6 separate regions of the Mus musculus genome follow, and all the other regions are linked to region 4. The links are chromatin contacts, called in public Hi-C, HiChIP or PLAC-seq and promoter capture Hi-C maps. All regions are on one chromosome and are shown on one strand. The core of a region is the stretch at or near the end of the contact, and the rest is flanking DNA. Distances in the headings are between cores, read along the strand shown. Region 1 holds the start of Asgr1 (asialoglycoprotein receptor 1). Region 2 holds the start of Alox12 (arachidonate 12-lipoxygenase). Region 3 holds the start of Eif5a (eukaryotic translation initiation factor 5A). Region 4 holds the start of Chd3 (chromodomain helicase DNA binding protein 3). Region 5 holds the start of Slc16a13 (solute carrier family 16 (monocarboxylic acid transporters), member 13). Region 6 holds the start of Dlg4 (discs large MAGUK scaffold protein 4).

Region 1 (3,061 bases), core at 343-2,842, 680 kb before region 4:
AGGTATTAGGAAGAGCGCAAACTAAGCTCTCCAGTAGACTAAGAGGGGCCGTATAGATTAAGAAATGTGGGCCGTGGACAACCCTGCAGGACCTAAAGATAGGGAAGAAAGGGGGTTATCAGAAGTGCAAAGCTTTGACCTGCCCTAGCATTCCCGAAGCCCTGGACCTCTGCTGCCACCCTGTGGCATAATATTGTCATTACAGACGATGAACCACGCCTGGGGAGTCATTGCTCCACCAAAGTGTGGGAAGGGTGGGTTTCCTCCTCTTTCCGTGAATCCTGTGCGTCTTTGGTTGCATGCAAGGAGAAAAGGTGAGCCTCTCCCACCAAGGGAGAAAATGACACTCAGTCCTGTCGGTTGGCCTGCGGGCTTTCCCTCCTGCCCCCCCCCCCCCGCCCCGTTTCCCCTCCTGTGCTCCTTCCTGCATAAAAGCACACTGCCCACCTGGGATACCTCAAGAGCTCTGTATTTGTTTGTACAGGCACACGACAGTCCCTGCTCAGAGGACAAAGTAGGGAGAGCAGATGCTTCATCTTTCATCCGTGCTGAGACCCTCAGCCCCCTCTCCAAGGGTCCCTTAAGTCAAACTGATCCTGATCACCTCCCATCCCCACCTCCACCTCCACATACACACTGTTGAAACTGAAGAAGAAAGGGACCTAACTTCAGACGGGGCTGACAATAAGCTCATGCCCCCGACCTTCAGTAGGCCCCACACCTTGGAGCCACCCTCTGCCTGGGGTCTTGAGAAATGGGTAACATTGGGAGGAAGCTTGGACATCTGTCACTGAGGATGCCAACACTATGCCCTGTACCCTATGTCCCAGCAAGAGTGATGCAGCCACTGTTTTCTGAGTGTATGGAACAGAGCTAGGGATCTCCACAGGACACAGGAGCTGAGTCGGAGGGACAGAGCCACTGATGTTCTCCTCCAGAGGGGAGAACCCCTCGCCTCTCTGAAAGGGAGCACCTCTCACCTCTCCGGAGTTGATGATGGTCATTATCATTGTCCAGGTGCTGGAAATCTTGATAATCCTTTGTCATGATGGCACTGGATCCGGACCTAGGACAGCCAAATTTAGAGCCTTTAGAGCTGAGGCCGAGGCTAACAGACTCAGAGCTGGATGAAGTCCAGTTCCCTTTTACATCTGACTAGGTGGACATACTTTCTGTCTCCCCTAACCCTATCTGCTCCCAAGCCTGACATCCAAAAATCTATCCTCTAGCTGGACATGATGACACATGCTTTTAATCCCAGTATTCAGGAAGCAGAGTCTGGTGGATCTCTGTAGGTTCGAGGCCAGCCTGGTCTACAGAGTGCATTCCAGACTAACCAAGGCTACATTCTGTCTAAGAAAAATCTCTCCTCTCCCATTCACACACACTGCGCATGTGAACCCATACAGCCACTCTCTCTTGGCTGTCACCCATCCCTTCTCCTCCTGCTGTACTTACTGAAGGTCCCTCAGCACCACGAAGAGCCCAGGCTAAGGAGGGGGCTGAAGCCTGAAGAACCAGGTGAAGAGCCCTGGGCAATGGGAGGGGAGGGGACAGGGTCCATCCAGGGCCCATGTGTGTCCGAGCACGCTGAACCTGGCATCACCAACACCGGGACTTTGAACCATAAACAGAGGTAGGAGTAGACTTGGAACTGGGGAGGTATAGGGGAGGAAAGAAGGCATGGGTGACCTCTATTCTATTTCTCAGAAAAGGGGAGTCTACACACACACACACACACACACACACAGAGGCACACACATCTACGCATGCACTTCCGCATGTTCAATACTTGTTACCTTTTTGTGGGTGAGACAGGCCTTAAAAGGCTAGGGAACAGTTTGCTGCTTGCCCTCAGAGCCCTCCCCCTTTCGGTCCTGAATTTCCCAGAATTGTCCGTATCTCCAAATATCCCTGACCAGGATCAGAGGCACCAACTGATTCCCCGCTCTTGCCCAATCCTGCCCTGTGACCTCAGTGTTATAATTGCAAGCTGTAGATTCCTGGGGTCTCAGCTCCAGGCTCCTCAGCCCTAACCTGACTGACTCACTCTATGGTAGTCCTCCAAGCAGCGCAGTGGTAACAGGAGGAGCAGCTCCCCTCTAGGATCAGGGCCAAGAAATCACTGATTCTACCATATGCCCCAGGACTTCAACCTTTCTCATCCCCAGAGAACAACCCATTCTGCAGGCAAGAAAGCTGAGGCTCTGGAAGACAAGGGCTTCTCAAAGCCATACTACACAGAAGAGCACAGACTAACACCCGGGCAGCCCAACTCAGTGACCTGTGTGCTGCCTCCAGCACCTCACTCAGAATGGGATCCTTAGCTGTCCCACGCACCAGGTCCCCAAATCCCCAGAGAGGCTTAAACATGGCCCCTCATGGTCCTGAGAGCTTCAGAGAGGCCTGTCAGAACTCAGGCTTGGGACAAGAGCAATATTCAACATATAATCCTCCTCCTGTTAGGCTCCACAGTGAGGAGTGGCCTCTGTGGCCGTCTAGAGCCTGTGAGCTATTCAGGAAGGTGCCGCTTACATAAATCCAACTACTCTGTGCGTCCTTGCTTGTCTGTGTCCTAAAAATCCGCATGTTTACATGAACCGGGCTTGCTGCCAGCGATTTTGGTGAAAATTGGGCCATTAATTTAACACTCTCTGATTTTGCCACTTACAATCTAGTTTATTCTGGCAAGCAAACAGATACAGATCCAGTCTGAATAGTAGCTCTACTCATAGAGGTAGGGACTAGCAGGGGGCACCGAGCCTCTTGCTCTCTCAGTGCTAGAGAGACCTCAGCCCTAGCTTGTAAAACTGGAAAATGCTGTAAACTCAGGATTTTTGCATCTTTCTATTTGCATATTGTCCTGGAAGAAGGCATTTTGAAATACAGTTCATACCTGAGAGCCATGCCCTAAGCTCATGGATCAGAGAGCAGTACTGGACTAATGTTAACACACATGCTTGAATAAATGTTAAGTGTGGATTGTGGATGTATGAATGAGTGTGTGTGTAGTTTTTCATCCCTTTTCAATAGATTTCTATTTAGAGAGATACATTTTATA
Region 2 (3,221 bases), core at 690-3,189, 890 kb before region 4:
CCCAGCACTTGGGAGGCAGAGGCAGGTGGATTTCTGAGTTTGAGGCCAGCCTGGTCTATAAAGTGAGTTTCAGGACAGCCAGGGCTACACAGAGAAACCCTGTCTCGAAAAACAAAAACAAAAAACAAAAACAAAAGCAAGAGGGAAGCAGGTCTTGGAAGTGAACATCCTGGTAGAAACTGAAGAAGTAGTAGGTGGTAAGAAATGGGAAAGGGACTCATGATATTTCATCATGAATAATAATAAGTTAATACACAGAGGGCTCTGTGTCAAACATTGTGCTAAGCGTCTAAGTGTCTGAACACATCATGTCATTAAGCTCGTGTAGAAGTTCAGTTCTTTTTCTTAGTGTTCTCATTCTCTCTCTCTCTCTCTCTCTCTCTCTCTCTCTGTCACACACACACACACACACACACACACACACACGTAACCTTAAGGAATCATCTAGTTGATACAAACCAAACTCTTGAGAAGGCAAAACACGGCCCACGAAAATGCACGAGGAGAGGGCCACGGCCTGCTGTGGAGAACCAAGGGGATGTAGAGAAAAGAGTGACGCCGGAACATTGAAAGGAGGGGGAGCTGTCACTTGACAGACACCCAATCCAGAGCACAGAACTTCTAGGCAGGAATGGGCCTGGAGAGTGTGCAATAGTAACCCACGAAGGACCTGACATGCCCAGGGTTTGGAGGCCTGAAGGTGTGACCTGGAAAGTCTCAGACTTTTCCTTCCTGCAAGCAGCAGCATCCTAGGTCCAGAAAACAGATCCTCCTGGCCCTGGCCTAGCCACCAAACTAGAACATCTTAGTTTACAGGAACCTAGTTAGGGACATGTACATGTGACAAAATCTGAGTCCTGAACAAGTTTCCCACTATTCACAAGGTCCCTAACCAAGTGTCATTCTCACCGCTGCTCATGACTTTACTTTTCTGAGACCCAAGGCCAGGAGATAACTTGGGAAGAAAATCCAACCTGGGCTCCACTAAAGAAAGGCTCACTCTCCTTACCTGGAAGAAATAAACTCGTGAAACCCACCCACTGGACTGTAACTGATTCTATACTGCACCCTCCTACCCAGACTGGTACTCTGCATCCGAGATCTGGAGGAGGTTGGACAAAATCATTCACTGTCCTTGGCCTCCCTCAAGATGCGTGGCCCATGACACTTTTGTGTATTTGAAATCTTAAAGTCGGAGCTGGAGAGATGGCTCAGCGGTTAAAAGGGCTTACTGTTCTTCCAGAGGTCCTGAGTTCAGTTCCCAGCAACCACATGGTGGCTCACAACCATCTGTAATGGGATCTGATGCCCTCTACTGGTGTGTCTAAGACAGTGACAGTGTATTTACATACATAAAATAAGTAAATCTTTTTTTTTTAAAGAGAGAAAGAGAGAAAAGAAGGAAGGAAGGAAGGAAGGAAGGAAGGAAGGAAGGAAGGAAGGAAAAGAAATCGTAAAGTCTTATGTTCAGGTGAGTGGGAGACCATGAGGGTGGGGGAGAAGGCAGGGGTGGGGTTCTAAGTCTGGAAACGCTGTCTTTTCAGGCTCAAGGCAGCCTGGGAATCCCTGGGGGTTTACTGAAGGGGTGACTTCAAAAGCAGTACAGAGCAGGGACTGGGGGTGTTTGGGGACCACAGATGGTTTTAGCAGCTGGGCATCCCCCAGGCCCTCCCAGGCTCACCTGCTATAGGCATTCCTCTCAGCCCAGAAAAGACACTTCTTTTCCCTCCGTTTGAAAAATGGTTTCAACCCCTTTGCAAGTTCTCCTAAAAGCCCAGAGACCTTGGGAAGGGCCTCCTTAGCTCCCACTGTAGCTGATCCAAACGCACACCCCTTTCCCAAAGCCTGTTCTTGGGCTGGGCTAGCAGGTTCAGACTAGTCTGGGGCGGGGACTTGGGAGTGCCTAGGAGTTGTGAGGGCGGGGACACAGATCCATCTTTTTAAAGTTTTGGACCTGGCCCCGAGGCGACGGTGGCCCTGGGCGGTCTTCGAATTGAACTTAACTTGGATCGCCTCCTGAGAGGCCAGAGGGAGCCATGGGCCGCTACCGCGTCCGTGTGGTCACTGGGGCCTGGCTCTTCTCCGGATCCCTCAACCTAGTGCGTTTGTGGCTGGTTGGGGAGCACCGGGAGGCGAAACTGGAGCTGCAACTGCGGCCAGCGCGGGGCAAGGTCAGTGAGCAAGAACTGGGGCCCTCTACTGTCCAAGCAGAGAGTAGGAGGATGGCAAGGGACAGGAGACTAGGGTCTGTGACAGTAAGACCGCGATGGAGATTTGTAGAGGTGGGACACCGGGAGTGATGTCAACTACGGGCCCCGGGTGGTCTCCTTTCCCACACCCCAGCCCAGGCAGCCCTCTGAGTCCTGCATTCTTAGCCCCAGAGCCGATTTAAATACAGGACTTGAGGTCAGTCGAAGCTCCTCCAAGTTCCGGTGTGGTGGGAGCTCAGTGAACGGGATGAGACAGGCGATGATCGTCATCATCTGCTCAAATCTCTGGTCAGCGCGCTGTAGACGCTGGTCTTCCCTCAGAAATGGGACATCTTAGACCCGCCAGACAGGTTAGGGGTGGAAGAGGGAAGGAGAGCAGGGGCGAGGTGTGTTCTTTGACGGCTGCGGTAAGCTGAGGCTCCACAAAGGGGAGGCTCGGCCACCGAAAGGCTTCTCCCAATCCCTTCTATTAAGTGTGGTCCCCGCAGGAGGAGGAGTTTGACTTCGACGTTCCCGAGGACTTGGGGCCACTGCAGTTTGTGAAACTGCACAAACAGCACACAGTTGTGGATGACGCCTGGTTCTGCAACCTCATCACAGTTCAGGGGCCGGGGACAAGTGCAGAGGCCGTGTTTCCCTGCTACCGCTGGGTGCAGGGAGAGGGAATCCTGAGCCTCCCGGAGGGGACAGGTGAGCGGGGCAGCATCCTACCCTGGGGGAGTGGACGAAGAGGGAAAGGGCAGTGCTGGCGGCGAGGGTGTGGAGGAATAGGGCTAAAGAGGAGGAGAGGGAAAGAACTTGGAGAAAGGGTGGGCAGAAACGGAACAGTGAGTTTCTAGGGCGCAAGTGAGGAAATGAGAAGTTATGAATTCCCCAAGTGTTTCCCAGGATAAGTGATGTTGCAAATGAATTAAAGAGGGAAGTAAGAGATCTGGAGACTCTGTTTTCCTAGATAGAAAGAAGGTCATGGAGCCGGGGACACAAATGGAGAAGTAAAGAAAACAGTAGTAC
Region 3 (3,032 bases), core at 361-2,860, 550 kb before region 4:
GCCTGGCTAGGATTGGATTATGTAGGCTACCATAGCCTTGAACTACTGATCTGCTGATCTCAGCTTTCTCAGTGCTGGCATTCCACAGAAAACGACAGAAAATTCAGGAAAAGTGACTGAAAGATATAGGGTGGATAGTTCTACTGTGCTACACAAACACGTAATAATTCCAATTAAGTGCTTGCAAGCGTTCCAGTAAGTTGGAGATTAAGATATCATTTAATATCCTTACTTAGTGGTAAAGAAATTAAAAGTACAGTAATTTGAAGTGATTTCTCAAAACTATAGGTGGCAGTGCATGCCTTACATCCCAACACGAGAGGCAGAGGCAGGTGGATCTTAAGGCCAGTCTGGTCGACTGAGTGAGTTCCAGGACAGCCAGAGCTACACAGAGAAACCCTGTCTTGAAAAACAACAACAAAACCACCACTACCACCAAAAAGGTTTAGATTCCTAGACCAGATTTTTTTGTTTTGCTTTTGAGTCAAGAATTCACACTGTACAGACCAGACTGGCCTTGAACCCACCTGGCTCTTACAGGATTAAGGGAGTGCTCCACCACGCCTGCATTATCTAAGGAGTAGGAATCCTGATCGCTCATCTTTAGATAACGTCAAAGTAATTTAATATTGCACTGTTTTGTTTTTTTCTATTCTCCTGCTCCAGTTTCTCAAACTCAGAGATTACAGGCATCATAAATTTCAAGACCAACTTTATGTGCTGGCTTTATAACAAGTCTCAGCCTCCTAGCGATCTGGCAATAAAGTCTGTGTCGCCTGGTCCAGAGCCACTCTTCTCATAGGGAGTTTGATTTTGGAAGAAACATTAGACATTTCCTTTTAGAAACCTCAAGCCGACCTGGGAAAACAATCGGAAACGCTATGTAGTTCTCTTTATTTAGGATTTAGAAAGGAAAAGCTTCTATGCGAACCTTAGGAATCAACACTAACCAGGGTTTAGACAAGATGGTGGCTTGTATCGGATAGCTCTGGATACTGAAACTATAGCGCACAAGTTGTGTAAAGTACCGAAGCCGGGATGGTTGTAATCCGACCACACTAGCGTGAGAGCAGAGTCTCCCACGGAAAGCAGTCTCTTGAGCACGTGCAGAGCTGGGACAGCGATTCGGAGAAGAGCCACACACCTAACTAGAAAGGTTCTCAGAAACGTGTTTGTGAGTTGTTCAATTCCAGTTAAAGCCGAGGTGTGGCGCCTGCTCAGACGCATGCGTTCTTGACGCCGCAAGCAGCACAGTGGCGTGGTCTTTTCAACACCCCGCGTAGGGACGACGTCTGAGGTGGAAGGGGCGTTTAGGATTCCTAACACGCATGCGTTGAGACCCAGGCGTTTCCTTCGGAGGGTGTGGAGTGCAGGGTTCTGTATTGCGCAGCCGCAAGGGTTGCCCGGTAGAGCGAGCTGTCGCTCAAGGGGAGGGAAGAAGAGGTTGAAGGGATTTAAAAAAAAAAAAAAAAAACCCGGTGCGCCTGCGCATTGCCGACTGGTTGGAAGCACTACGGACTGGAAAGGGGCGGGGTCACGTGTGTGCGTCATCCGATGGGTAGGTGGGAGAGAGGGTGGAGATCGGGGAGGGTCCATGCGCTTGCGCAGTGCGGGGGTGGAAGGTGGTGGAGCTACCTAGCACGCTTGCGCGGCTGTCATAGGGCTGCTTGGTTGGTCAGTGGGGAGTCGGCGCCTGCGTACTAAGACCCGTGTGCAGCAGCGGCGGCGGCGCTAGAGGCGGCGGCGGCGGCGGCGGCAGCACAGTAGCGGGTTCGGAGGCAGCAGTTGGGCTCGCGGCGAGCGGACCAGGTCAAGTCAGTGCGTTCGCGCGAGGTGAGAGCGGGCAGGGCGCGCCTGCGCGTAACCTCGGTTTGAGCTACGAACGAGAGACGGAACTACGCGGGGGTCGGGGAGGGGGGCAGAAGGGAGCGGCGGCTGTCGCCGCACGGGTTCGGTGAGGGAGCGGCGCGAGGTGCGGAGAGGCGGGTGCAGGGCCCGGTTGGCGCGAGGGGTGACGGTTGGGGCCGGCCGGGTGACGTTGGAGCGACGCAGGGCGGGGGACGGCGAGCCGCGAGGCCGCCACGCGGGAGAGGCCGCCAGGCGGCCACGCCGGGGCGAGGGCCCGGGGCCAGATCGGCCCAGACAGGGCAAAGGCTCCTGTGCGGTTGAGGACCGGCGCTGCGCGGCCACGTGAGGTGGGGGAGGGGGCTGTTAGGTGAGGGCATGTGGAGGGGGTTGGCGGCCGGCGGGGGGAGGGGAGGCGGCATGGTCCTGGCCTGGCGCAGCTTTGGGGCAGGGGCAGCCGTAGCACCGGAAGTGTTCCCCATTGGAGGCTGCCCTCGGGGTCCGAGGCCATGCGGCCGAACGTTGACCGGGGCCGCATGGCTGCACGGGGACCCCTCCCCCCTGGCCCGGGCCACCGGAAGCCCCGGGCGACCACATGGTGGGCGCGAGCCGGCAACCCTCAGCGCAAGGAGCTCTGGTCTTTTTTGGGTTTCTCCGGAGCCTTGGATTTTGGCGTGCGGGAGAGACCCTACCCTTGGGTCTCACTCATCCCGCAGGGCCCGTTGCAGGCATATGTTAGTGTTCCCCAGCCTCATGGGCCTCTGGAGCTCATCCCTCAGTCTTCATATGAAGTGAGACGTCCAGCCAGATGTAAGTGGTACTGCTTTGCTGGGGAAACCGGGAAAAGTGGGGAAACTGAGGGCGATTGGACTGATGCCCAACTCTTTCTCGGCCCATGCCGACAGCGCCTGAAAGTAGTGAGCTTCTAGTTCCCCTGCGGTGATCTTCGATCTTCACCATGCCAGTGCCTTCCCTGTCGTGTTTTGTTTGGGAGTTACTGTGTTTTAAAGTCCTTTACTCTGCCAGCCTAGTACGATTTCTATTACTACTACGAATCTTTTGCTTTCATTTTATTGTCATTCACCACCCCTCACTTTCTACTGACTGTACAGGCTGGGCCTGAAAAGCCGACAGGACTGGTGCATCCTGGGAAAAGTGGGAGGGCCATCGACAAAAGGCTGAGTTCC
Region 4 (3,488 bases), core at 916-3,415:
AGTGCACTTACAGAGGAGCCCACACATAGAAAGAGGGGGTACCCATCCAGACTGGCAGTGAAATCGAGAGAGGACAGAACCAAATAATATGGGTGCATAGGCAAGATAATTCCACAGTTAAAAAGAAAGACAGACAGACAGAAACCAATGCTTAACCAACTAAAGTGTAGTGGGGGTGGGGTGGGGGACTGGACCATCAAGAAGAAACATCTTAGCATTGTAAACAATATTCTGGAGACTATTCCTTTGTTACAAGTCCTTCCCTGGCTGTTGCCCACCTTCCCCTCAGGGTCCCCATGAATGCTGGGAGCCTCAGGGGGCAGTGGAGAAATGGTTTCCCCAGGCCATGGATGGGGAGCAACAAAGACAGATCAAAAGAATGGGAGGAAACTGGAGGGAAGAAAAGAGCCAAGAACAAAAAAGAAGGTGGAGCCAGGCTATCTGCCCTTCTTGCTTGGCTTCTTGGCAAGTTTTATTCCAGTAGAGCCGGCTCTGTCAATTCTCTGTAGGAAAAACTTACTTCTGGGCTCCAGCTCAGCTGCTCATCTGATCCCTGCTACAACTTTAAGATAAACACTGGGATCCAGTCTGAAAGGACAGGTCAGCCGGTTCAGTGAAAAGGCCTGAGTGTTCGCCCTACCTCGTTCCTCTCTTCTCAGTTGCTTTCCTCTCCCCGTGCCTCAGTTTCTTCTACTTTATCAGTGTCGAAGGTCATGGAGGAAGAGGCGTTCGATGACACAGGAGAAAAGAATTTCACAATCTTCAGATCCGACCCTCTCCTCTTTCTCCTAAAAATCTGACCTAGTCACCACCAAATTAATTTCTCAAGTCAGACGATTTTACAAGCAAGCCACTGGAGGAGAGGAAGGGAAAGAGTAGAGATAAAATTGACAACATTCACAGAACACTGAGGGCTGGGCAAAGGAGAGAATCAAACATGGACTCCTTGGAAAAAAAACTCAATCATCTATTCATATCTCTCCCCCCAAAGTCACTAGGATTTCTGTCACTTTTTTTTTAAGGAGAAAAAAAAAAAAAGCCAGTACCATTTCTCATTTAAAAGCTACGTACACAATTAAATGCATTTTGACTTCAATGAGGTATGTAGAGAGTTATATATAAACATATATTTCATCTTTTTCCTTTTCAATGCCTGAAGGAAAAAAAAAAAAAACCTTCACATCAAACCACTCCCTTCTGAAGTATTCAGAAAAAAAAAAAAAAAGCTTTTCTTTAGAGAAGGGAGGTGGGGGGAGGAAGAAGACTAGTAAAGAAAAGAAAAATTCAATCTAGTTGGACTAGTATCTAACTAGTTAACCTTTAACAATTTATGCTGATGTCAGACTGAGCATGAGTACTGATTAATACCCCCCCAAATATTTTTATAAGGGGGGGAGTTAAGTCACAGCAGCCATTTTTGTTTTATGCAGAAATCCTTCATGCCCCCCAACACACACACACACACACACACACACACACACTCTCTCTCTCTCTCTCTCTCTCTCTCTCTCTCAATACACAAGGAAAATGTATTAATCTGTGCACTAATCAGTTATGAAAAAAGGGAGAAATTTGTGGGTTTCTGAGTAGAAGCTTGGAGATTGGATGTAACAGGGAGAATGGGGGTGTATGAAAAATGAAATATTAAGCCAGCCATTTTGTTTTAAAAGGGGATTTTACCCCCCTCTCTCTTTCTTTATAGAGGGGGGTGGCAGTGCTGGAGGGGGGGTTGTTTTAAAAATAATTTCAAGGCGGCCATCTTAGTGCCTCAGCTCTGAGAAATATTTCTGAGCGCCCCCCTCAGAATTTAAATATATTTAAAGCAACCGAGGGGGGTAGAGAGAAGTCGAAAACTTTTATATACATATATATAATTTTTTTTTTTTAAACGATCTCCCTTTCTTGTTCTCTTGGGAGGAAAGACAGAAGGGGGAAAAAGTCCTTAAATTTTTCCAAGAACATTTTTGGGGGTGGTGCGGCCCCCCTCCTCAGACGCCGGCCCCGGGGGTGGGTGTTCTGGAGGGGGGTGGCCCGGGGGTTTGGGGGGCTGGGGGAGGCGGTGAGGAGGAGGAGGAGGAGGACGCCGCCGCCGAGGAGGAGGAGGAGGAGGAGGAGGAGGAGGAGGAGGTGGTGGTGGTAGCGGTGGGGGAGGCGGGCGGGCGGTGGGTGGGGGGGTGGTGGGGGGGCCAGAGCCACAGGATGGCTTCCCCTCTGAGGGACGAGGAGGAGGAGGAGGAGGAGATGGTGGTGTCGGAGGAGGAAGAAGAGGAGGAAGAAGAGGGCGACGAGGAGGAGGAGGAGGTGGAGGCGGCCGACGAGGACGATGAGGAGGAGGACGAAGAGGGAGTACTCGGGCGCGGGCCGGGCCACGACCGGAGCCGCGACCGCCACAGCCCCCCCAGCTGCCACCTCTTCCCGCCGCCGCCGCCGCCGCTGCCGCCGCCCCCGCCACCAGGTAAGCGTCCGTCCGACTCCCCGGGGCCCGAGCGGAGCCGCGGGGCCCGGCACCTACGGTTCGGCCGAGCCGAGGAGAGTCCCGGGCGCCTGGCGGGTCTAGACGGGCCCGGCAGTCCGGGCGGCGGCGGCCTTGGGGCCAGGCCTCCTCCCCTCCCCCGCCGCACCCCTCCTCCGCCGCTACCGCGGCCGCCGCCACCGCCGCCGCCGCCGCCGCCGCCGCGCCCGGGCTGGAGAGCGCAGGGAGCGAGCTGCGCGCGCGGACCGGGCCACTTGGTCGCGGCTTTCGGGGGAGGAGATTTATTTTTTTCACCCTCGGCGGGGAGGGGGTAGGCAGGAAACGGCCGTAGCGAAGCCAGGGCCCCCCTCCCAGGCCGAGCGAGGGACCGCGGAGACCCCGGCGACCGGACGGCGGCGTGGGGGGAGGGGCGCGTGGGGGAGGGGCGGCCGCGTGAGCGCCCCTTGGGCCGGGCCCCGGTGGGGTCGGACTGAAGCCGAGTGGGTTCGGGGTGTGGAGCTGACTGCCACCCGACGCCCTCCGCTGGGGACTTGGGCAAGCAGAGGTGGGACAGTGGCCCGCGGACCAGCCCCTCCACCTGCAGGGACTTCGGTGCCCGCCAACTTAGGGGTGTGCGGTGGCACGCGTGGGAGGGGGCGTGCGAATGTTTGTAGCGGCTGATGACCAGAGGCAGGTGGTGGCCACACTCCACGCAGACCACTTCCTGGAGTAAGACTTGGACATACCGTCCACTCCCCCCTAGCTGGCCGCCGAGGTCTCGGGTCACCTCAGATTTGAAGAGAGACAGGAGAATGTCTGGGGAGCCAGATGCCCCCGGCCCCACCCTCGTCATCTCTGCCCCGGGCTCTTTTGTGTCAAGTGCAGCCCCCATCCCCCCCTCGTGACCCCGTCAGTCTGGGGTGGCCGAACTGCCCAGCTGTGACTCTCACGTGGCTGCCATTCACTGTCACTCTCTTGATGAAACCACCCACACACCCTGACCACGTTGGGGGGCGTGAACTGCCCACCCAGCTGC
Region 5 (3,321 bases), core at 33-2,532, 850 kb before region 4:
GTGTCAGATCCCCTGGAACAGTGCGGGAGCTGACAAGACCTGAACCTTGTTCCTCTGAAAGAACAACAGCAAGTGCTCTTAACTGCTGAGCCATCCCTCCAGCCCCTACAGTGTGATTTCTTAAAAGCATAACTTCTTATACCATCCCCCTCTCGTTTGCCTCTTTCCCCATTGTTCTGCATATGAATTCCCAGCCCAAGGTTTCAAAGGTCAGAGTCCTGGGGAGCCTGAGGTACCATAAAAGAAAAGCCCAAGTCTTTGCTCTCAGGAGGTGAGGGGGCAGTGCCTCTAGAGCTCTGGTTAGATAAGAGGCTGACTGCTCCAGAGACCAGGGTCATAGCTTGCCTCTCTCAAGGTGTTCAGCATAAGATAAAAAACAAAACAACTGGTTAGGAAGTGGCCAGTACTAGAAGGCTAAGAGAAAGCTTCCAGCACTGCTGAGGAAAAAGTAGGTGGTAATGGGGGACTCTGGTGGTGTGACAGCCGCCCTTCCTCTTCTCAGTTATTTTTGGTCTCAGTGACCTGCTAGTTTCCTGCTAGTGGGGTCGGAAACGGCAGGAAAATAATTCTCATTACAGAAACGAATGCCAGGACTCCGGGTCGTCACCGGTCCTCGTTCCCCGCCTCCCCGCTTTATAACAGCAATACTGGGAATTGAACCAGGACCAGTTCAATGGGTCCTGTAACCCCCCTTTTAATTATGTAAAAAACAAAAACACAAAGAAAAACAAAATTGAGACGGAGTCTAGCTAAATTGCCCACGTTGACCATGAGCTTGCCTCTGCCTCCCGAGCAGCTAGGATCACAGTCTGCGCGTTCCTGTCTTCCCTCTTCCTCCGCCGCCCTCGGCTCAGCCGTCTAGAATTTTCAGGGCTTTTCTAGTCGTCCCAGGTGCTCTGTCAGTTTGACTCTTACCTCATAACCTGTCCCTTCATACCCACGCTGCATGGCAATTTTTGGATCCCTCACTAAGCAAGTGAGTTTCTGCCTGGCCAGGACCAGTTTATCCACAACCAGCCCTTTGATGCAAGTCTGGAAATGTGATTGCAGAACCGCAGAACCCTCAGGGTTAGGTCCCTTGTCACGTGGGACCTATCTTCCTCATGCCCCTCCCTACGCATGCGCCCCTCTCTCACTGCAGGTCCTGAACAATGCTGTAAACCCCGCCCAGCCCCTCCAGATCCACCCCCTGCTCTGGAGACCTGCATCCTAATTGGCGAACCAAGTGTTGGATGTTGGCCCACTTAGGCAGGTGTTAAATCCTCAAAGATAACATAATCCACAACCAGACTACCTCTCGTTAGGGTTGTGGCCCGAACCTGGTTTTATTTTCTGACCACTAAAGAAATCATCTGGCTGGAGTCTGGATCTCAGCTGCGGTCTAACCCGGCCCTGTGTCGGTGGCAGGTCCCGGTTTATAGGGCCTCCTTCCTCTTGGGGAAAGGCGCAGGCGCCACATGCTTTATCAGTAACTTCCTAGCTACCAGCCCCAGCTTAGCGCTGAGCGTCCTGCAGGGTAGGTGGGAGGGCCAAAGTGAGCGATTTAAAGCCCAGATCAGGCAGGGGCTCTTAGGAGTTGCCCCTTTGTTCCTTTCGGAATGGTGCGCAGGGCTGAGCCCCCCGACGGGGGCTGGGGATGGATGGTGGTGCTCTCAGCGTTCTTCCAGTCGGCGCTCGTGTTTGGGGTACTCCGTTCCTTCGGTGTCTTCTTCGTGGAATTTGTGGCGGCGTTTGAGGAGCAGGCAGCCAGAGTCTCCTGGATCGCTTCCATAGGGATCGCGGTGCAGCAGTTTGGGAGTGAGTGCGGCGTCCGGGTGCGGTGGCCTGCCACCCTCGGAGAAAAGAGGGAATTTGGGGACCAGAAAGGGGAAAGGGTCGGGAGGATGCTGAGGGAGGGTGGCGGAGACCACCTCGCAGAACCCATTCCAATTCCCTAGGCCCAATAGGCAGTGCCCTGAGCACGAAGCTGGGGCCCAGGCCTGTGGTGATGACTGGGGGCATCTTGGCTGCGCTGGGGATGCTGCTTGCTTCATTTGCTACCTCCTTGACCCACCTATACCTGAGTATTGGGCTGCTGTCAGGTGAGACCCTGGGCAAGGGCAGAAGTCTAAGGCCTGTATCTCAAGCTTCTGGGTTTTTCACCTTCTTCCACCTCTTTCCAAAAAGGCTCAGGGAGAACCTATGCCCTGAAGGGAATTCTTAAACTGAATGACTAAGTCAGAGATAATCCAGAAAACACAAGCCCAAACCCATCGGACTGGAGGGTAGAAGGGAGGTTGTTATTAAGATTGCGCTAGGTAGAGACCGAAATAGATATCATTGCTTACTTAAAAAATTAATAGTGACGCTTTCGATGCTTACATACCCGGGCAATGGAAGATTAATGTAGCCAAAAACAGTAGAGATGGGGCTCTTATTCCAAAGTTCTGTGTTAGGTACTTTAGGAACACTATCTTTTGTCTTCCCAGATCCCATAGAGCAGCGGTTCTCAACACGTAGGTAGCGATCCCGTTGGGAGAGTTGCTCAATTCTTTCATGGGGGGGGGGGGTGGTCACATAGCAGATGCTCTGACTTCAGATATTTTCATTACGATTCGTAACAGTAGAAAAAATACAGTTAGGAAGTAGTAATGAAAATAATCTTCTGGTTTGGGGGAGGAGGGTCACCACAACATGTATTGAAGAGTCAAAACATTAGGAAGGTCAGGACCCACTGTTATAAGGTGTGTTAACCCCATTTTGCAGATGAGGTGGTTGAGCCTGGGAGAGTAAGCAGAACACACAAAGTCACACAGCTAGAAAGTGTTAAAACCCAGCACTGTGAACACCCAGGTCTGTGGGCGTGCAAAGCAGGGGCTAGTCTGCTCCAAGGTTGTGCTGGGATTACTGGGTGTTCTGAGCACCTCCAAAGCCCACAGCCTCCCGCCTTGTTCTCCTTTTGACAGGCTCTGGCTGGGCCCTGACCTTCACTCCGACCATGGCCTGCCTTTCCCGTTACTTCTCTCAGCGTCGATCTCTGGCCATGGGGCTGGCCCTGACTGGAGTGGGCATCTCCTCTTTTGCATTTGCCCCCCTCTTCCAGTGGCTGATCAACAACTATGCCTGGAGAGGGGCCCTCTTGCTAGTGTCTGCCCTCTCACTACACCTGATGGCCTGTGGTGCTCTCCTCCGCCCACTCTCCCTGACTGAAGACGCTGCTGTGGGTGGCCCTGGGGCCCAGATCACCTCTCTCCTCCGCCATGGTCCCTTCCTCCGATACACTGCTGCCCTCACCCTGATCAACACTGGCTTCTTCATTCCATACGTCCACCTGGTGGCCCA
Region 6 (3,374 bases), core at 334-2,833, 650 kb before region 4:
TGAGAGGGGAAGGAGAAGGTTGGAGAAGAGAAGGGTAGGGGAGCGTGGAAGGGAGGGGGGACCCTAAAAGGGGCTCCCCAGTGGAGGGGAGGGGGCTTGAGGAGCACACCCCGATTCTCAGGAGGGGTAGGGGCACAGGGGGCTGGCAGCCCCGGAGTTCTGGGGCTGGGGCATGAGCTGGGATGGGGGAGGGGAACTGGATTTCGGGAAGCCCCGGGGTATGCGGGGGTCTTGCCAAACGGCCAGGGGCTAGGGGCCGTGGCGGGGGAGTGGGGTGGGGGGGGTTGGAGATGGCAGCGGCCGATGTAGCCGCGGAGCCGAGGAGGGAAGGGGAGAGAGGAGGAGAGAGGAAGCAGGGGGAGGGAGGGAGGGAGCTAGGAGCCAGAATGGGGGGGGTGCCTTGGCAGTGTTAACTCCTTCACTGCTGGCAGGAACCCGGATAATGGGAAAGGAGCTAGAAGCACAAGCAGAGAGGCCCTACGGCAAACATGGAGACCTGGCTAACCTCGGTGATGACAGCAAAGATGAGGAGGATGGAATTCCTCCTTAGAGGAAAAAAGCCCACAGCTGGGAGGGGAGCATCCCTCCTTGGTTGAGTGCAGGAGGGAGGCCATAGCGTGGGGTAAGGGGTTGAGGGAGGGGCTGGCAGTAGAGAATCTTGGGGACCTAGTTCTCCCCTAGGAGTCACAGGAAGAAGTCTGAAAAGTAATTAAGTATGACCTGGACTTCCTGGTATTGAAATTGGGGCAATGCAAGAAAGGGGAGAAGAAAGGAGAAAGGGCATAGGGCTGGCTGCCCACAGACAGCACTGCTGGTGCCCCAACTCCTCAGTCAGTACTAGGGATCATGTTGCCTGGGCCCCTAAGTCTCAGTTTAGAATTAGAAGAATGTACTCTTGTCCCTCCAGTCCTGCCAGCTCAGGCAGTCAGGAAGCCAGGCACCCACCGTCATCACCTTACCTGACTCTCTGAGATACAAGCCTCATAATAGTCCAGGATGTCTGTCACAGGAACAGAATTAAGTCACCCTCCCAAATCCCGGGGCCCTCTGGCCACCCCTGCTACCCCTGGCTTCTGTGTGTCAAGAGAGGCTCCTCCGGCTAGGATGGATGCTGCTAGGAGGTACAGTGTGATGGCTCTATACAAGCGAGAGCCTGGACTAGATGCTCTGAGTATTTCCAACCAGCCTAGAACCTGTAATGCTTGACCCCATACCACAGGCCAGCCCTGTCCACTGTGGCCCCTCAGAACACCAGCCTTACTCACCCAGCAAGGCCTGGAAGAGATCACTGTGCAGCACTGTGAGGAGGGGAGGTGCCCACCGCAGTAGTGGGGGGGCCAGTAGCCAGAGGGCTGACCTGGGAGCTGGTAAAAAAGCAAGTGACAAAGGATCGAGACCAAGCCACTTACCCACTTAGTCATCTAAGGTTTCCCAGCCTTTGTCTTCTTTTTCCAGACACCATGGATAGATTCAGGAAGAGAAGGAGCCCCTGGGCCCCCATCCCAGATCCAGATCACCCCCTCAAAGACCCGGGTTGGTTTTTTTTTTTCACCTCTTGGTCTCTGGGACATCTCTCTTCTCTCGATTTAATCTCCCTAATCCGCCAAGATTGAAGTTGAGCTGCCTTCAGCCTACGCAGTTGTAGCTAGTAAAGTGGACAATCGGTCTAGATTCCATTCTTCCCCAGGTCACCAGGTAACACTTTGCTCCGCATAGTGTACCTTCCCAAATGCCAGGCATAATTTAGCTGCTTTTCTGTGAGTGGGAAAGAGGATTTTATCTAAGGCAGTCCCAGCAACCCAGAGTTAAGCTCTTTTTCTCCCCAGGCCTGACCATACTGAGAAGGGGTCGGGGGCAGTGACATGGCTCACTGAGTAAAGGAACTCACTGCCAAGCCTGTCATCAGGGACCCACATAAATGTGGAGAGAACTATTGGAAGTTGTCTTCTGATAAGGGCTTATGTGAGTGCACACTCGCATAAGCAGACTTTTAGATGAGGTTCAAGACAGCTCAGCAATCAGAGCATGCGTTGCTCTTAGGCAGAGGACTTGTGTTCAGTCTCCAGTGTCCACATACATGGCAGTGTACAGCTAACTGTATGTAATTCCAGTTGCAGGTGATCTAATGCCTTCTTCTGACCTTGGTGGGATATATATATATATATATATATATATATATATATACACACAAAACACTCATATATATAAAAATTTTAAAATAAACCTTTAAAGCCTAAAAAAAAAAAAAAAAAAGGGAGGGCTGGAGAGATGTCTCAGGGGTTAAAAGCACTGACTGCTCTTCCAGAGGCCCTGAGTTCAATACCCAGCAACCACATTGTGGCTCACAGCCATCTATAATGGGATCCGATGCCCTCTTCTGATGTGTCTGAGGACAGCTACAGTGTACTCACATACATAAATTAAAAAACAAACAAACAAAAAAACTAGCCTGGCAGTGGTGGCGCACACCTTTAATCCCAGTACTTGGGAAGGAGAGGCAGGCAGATTTCTGAGTTCAAGACCAGTCTTGTTTACAGAGTAAGTTCCAGGACAGTCAGGGCTACACAGAGAAACCCTGTCTCAGAAAAACAAACCACCACCAACAACAACAAAAACCATACAACACACACACGATGCATTTTGCTCTTCCAGAGGACCTTAGTTCTGTTCTCAGCAACCACGTCGGGAGACTCACAACTTCCCTCCAGCTCCACAGCTTCTGGTCTCTGTATCTATAGGCACTGCACCCATGTGCACACGCTAATATACAGACACACAGAGACACACATAAAGTTCTTTTTTAAAAAAAAGTATTCATTTCCTAAGACTTATGTATTTGGAGTCTTCACTCTAGCAGGGTCTATGTGGCCTCAAATTCATAGTGATCGTGATTTATTATCTCCCAAAGTCCATGAGAGACTAGAGGTGCCTACTACGCGCTTTTAGAAGTGTTTTAAGTTGGTGAAATCTTCTAGATCTCAGAATTCGCTTAGAGTACACCCCAGCTTGAGTCTGCCACCTCACGCCCCTCTTTATTTGAAGGAGAATTTTTTTCCTTATAATCCAGGTCTCTGCATCTGATATTTTCCTTTCTCTCTTTTAACTTTAGCTAGGAAGTCCTCCCTCCAGTCTACCTCCAACCTTCTAGTCATTTAATTCTTCCTTCTCTTATCTAATCTCTTCCCTTTTTAGTGGATCAGACTTTAGTTTAGACCAGCGGCTCTATAGAGTTTGGGAAAGAAAACGGATCGTTTGAAGATGGATCACCCTAGGTCAGGTAGAATACAGGGACCGGGCACACGTCGGAACTTCAGCTCCCACCATGCATCGAGGCCCAAGACCACGCCCCCACCACGCAGTGCATTGTGGAGCAT

What was found. Promoter capture Hi-C pulls out the DNA fragments that hold promoters and counts their contacts. A called contact is a pair of places that touch in the nucleus more often than the background predicts. HiChIP or PLAC-seq counts read pairs in DNA pulled down with a chosen protein or histone mark. Capture Hi-C pulls out chosen DNA fragments and counts their contacts.
Region 1: a promoter capture Hi-C map of neutrophils shows a contact between it and region 4, with 2.8 times the contacts expected there. The contact joins the promoter of Asgr1 here to the promoter of Chd3 in region 4. A contact is called at or near these places in 1 of 39 promoter capture datasets (neutrophils) and 1 of 115 datasets of contacts at active chromatin or transcription factors (pancreatic cancer cells).
Region 2: a promoter capture Hi-C map of liver shows a contact between it and region 4, with 2.3 times the contacts expected there. The contact joins the promoter of Alox12 here to the promoter of Chd3 in region 4. A contact is called at or near these places in 1 of 39 promoter capture datasets (liver) and 1 of 9 other capture datasets (liver).
Region 3: a contact with region 4 is called in a Hi-C map of B cells, with 11 read pairs. The contact joins the promoter of Eif5a here to the promoter of Chd3 in region 4. A contact is called at or near these places in 6 of 39 promoter capture datasets (the C10 cell line, the HPC-7 cell line, cranial neural crest and 3 more), 2 of 484 Hi-C or Micro-C datasets (B cells and uterus), 1 of 115 datasets of contacts at active chromatin or transcription factors (pancreatic cancer cells) and 1 of 9 other capture datasets (adipose tissue).
Region 5: an H3K27ac HiChIP or PLAC-seq map of large pre-B cells shows a contact between it and region 4, with 3 times the contacts expected there. The contact joins the promoter of Slc16a13 here to the promoter of Chd3 in region 4. A contact is called at or near these places in 4 of 39 promoter capture datasets (the SN4741 cell line, cranial neural crest, embryonic stem cells and 1 more) and 3 of 115 datasets of contacts at active chromatin or transcription factors (bone marrow-derived macrophages, large pre-B cells and pancreatic cancer cells).
Region 6: a promoter capture Hi-C map of pre-B cells shows a contact between it and region 4, with 3 times the contacts expected there. The contact joins the promoter of Dlg4 here to the promoter of Chd3 in region 4. A contact is called at or near these places in 3 of 39 promoter capture datasets (cranial neural crest, liver and pre-B cells) and 1 of 115 datasets of contacts at active chromatin or transcription factors (pancreatic cancer cells).

Annotation. Positions count from the first base shown.
Region 1 is chr11:70,052,886-70,055,946 of GRCm38.p6, reverse strand. It overlaps Asgr1 (asialoglycoprotein receptor 1), which reads right to left and starts at 1,592. Exons shown (of 9, transcript NM_009714.3): 1 at 1,459-1,592; 2 at 981-1,066. The coding sequence starts at 1,047.
Region 2 is chr11:70,254,088-70,257,308 of GRCm38.p6, reverse strand. It overlaps Alox12 (arachidonate 12-lipoxygenase), which reads left to right and starts at 1,939. Exons shown (of 14, transcript NM_007440.5): 1 at 1,939-2,171; 2 at 2,699-2,900. The coding sequence starts at 2,037. The region is part of intron 2 of Gm40191 (a long non-coding RNA gene); the gene reads right to left.
Region 3 is chr11:69,919,964-69,922,995 of GRCm38.p6, reverse strand. It overlaps Eif5a (eukaryotic translation initiation factor 5A), which reads left to right and starts at 1,610. Exons shown (of 6, transcript NM_181582.4): 1 at 1,610-1,833.
Region 4 is chr11:69,368,103-69,371,590 of GRCm38.p6, reverse strand. It overlaps Chd3 (chromodomain helicase DNA binding protein 3), which reads left to right and starts at 2,165. Exons shown (of 40, transcript NM_146019.4): 1 at 2,165-2,455. The coding sequence starts at 2,200. Gm32483 (a long non-coding RNA gene) reads right to left here and starts at 2,601. Exons shown (of 2, transcript XR_003949707.1): 1 at 2,513-2,601; 2 at 1-853.
Region 5 is chr11:70,218,955-70,222,275 of GRCm38.p6, reverse strand. Slc16a13 (solute carrier family 16 (monocarboxylic acid transporters), member 13) reads left to right here and starts at 1,282. Exons shown (of 4, transcript NM_172371.3): 1 at 1,282-1,797; 2 at 1,938-2,081; 3 at 2,946-3,321. The coding sequence starts at 1,599.
Region 6 is chr11:70,015,412-70,018,785 of GRCm38.p6, reverse strand. Dlg4 (discs large MAGUK scaffold protein 4) reads right to left here and starts at 1,583. Exons shown (of 22, transcript NM_001370675.1): 1 at 1,553-1,583; 2 at 1,266-1,364; 3 at 960-1,000. The coding sequence starts at 1,571. Acadvl (acyl-Coenzyme A dehydrogenase, very long chain) reads left to right here and starts at 3,358. Exons shown (of 20, transcript NM_017366.3): 1 at 3,358-3,374.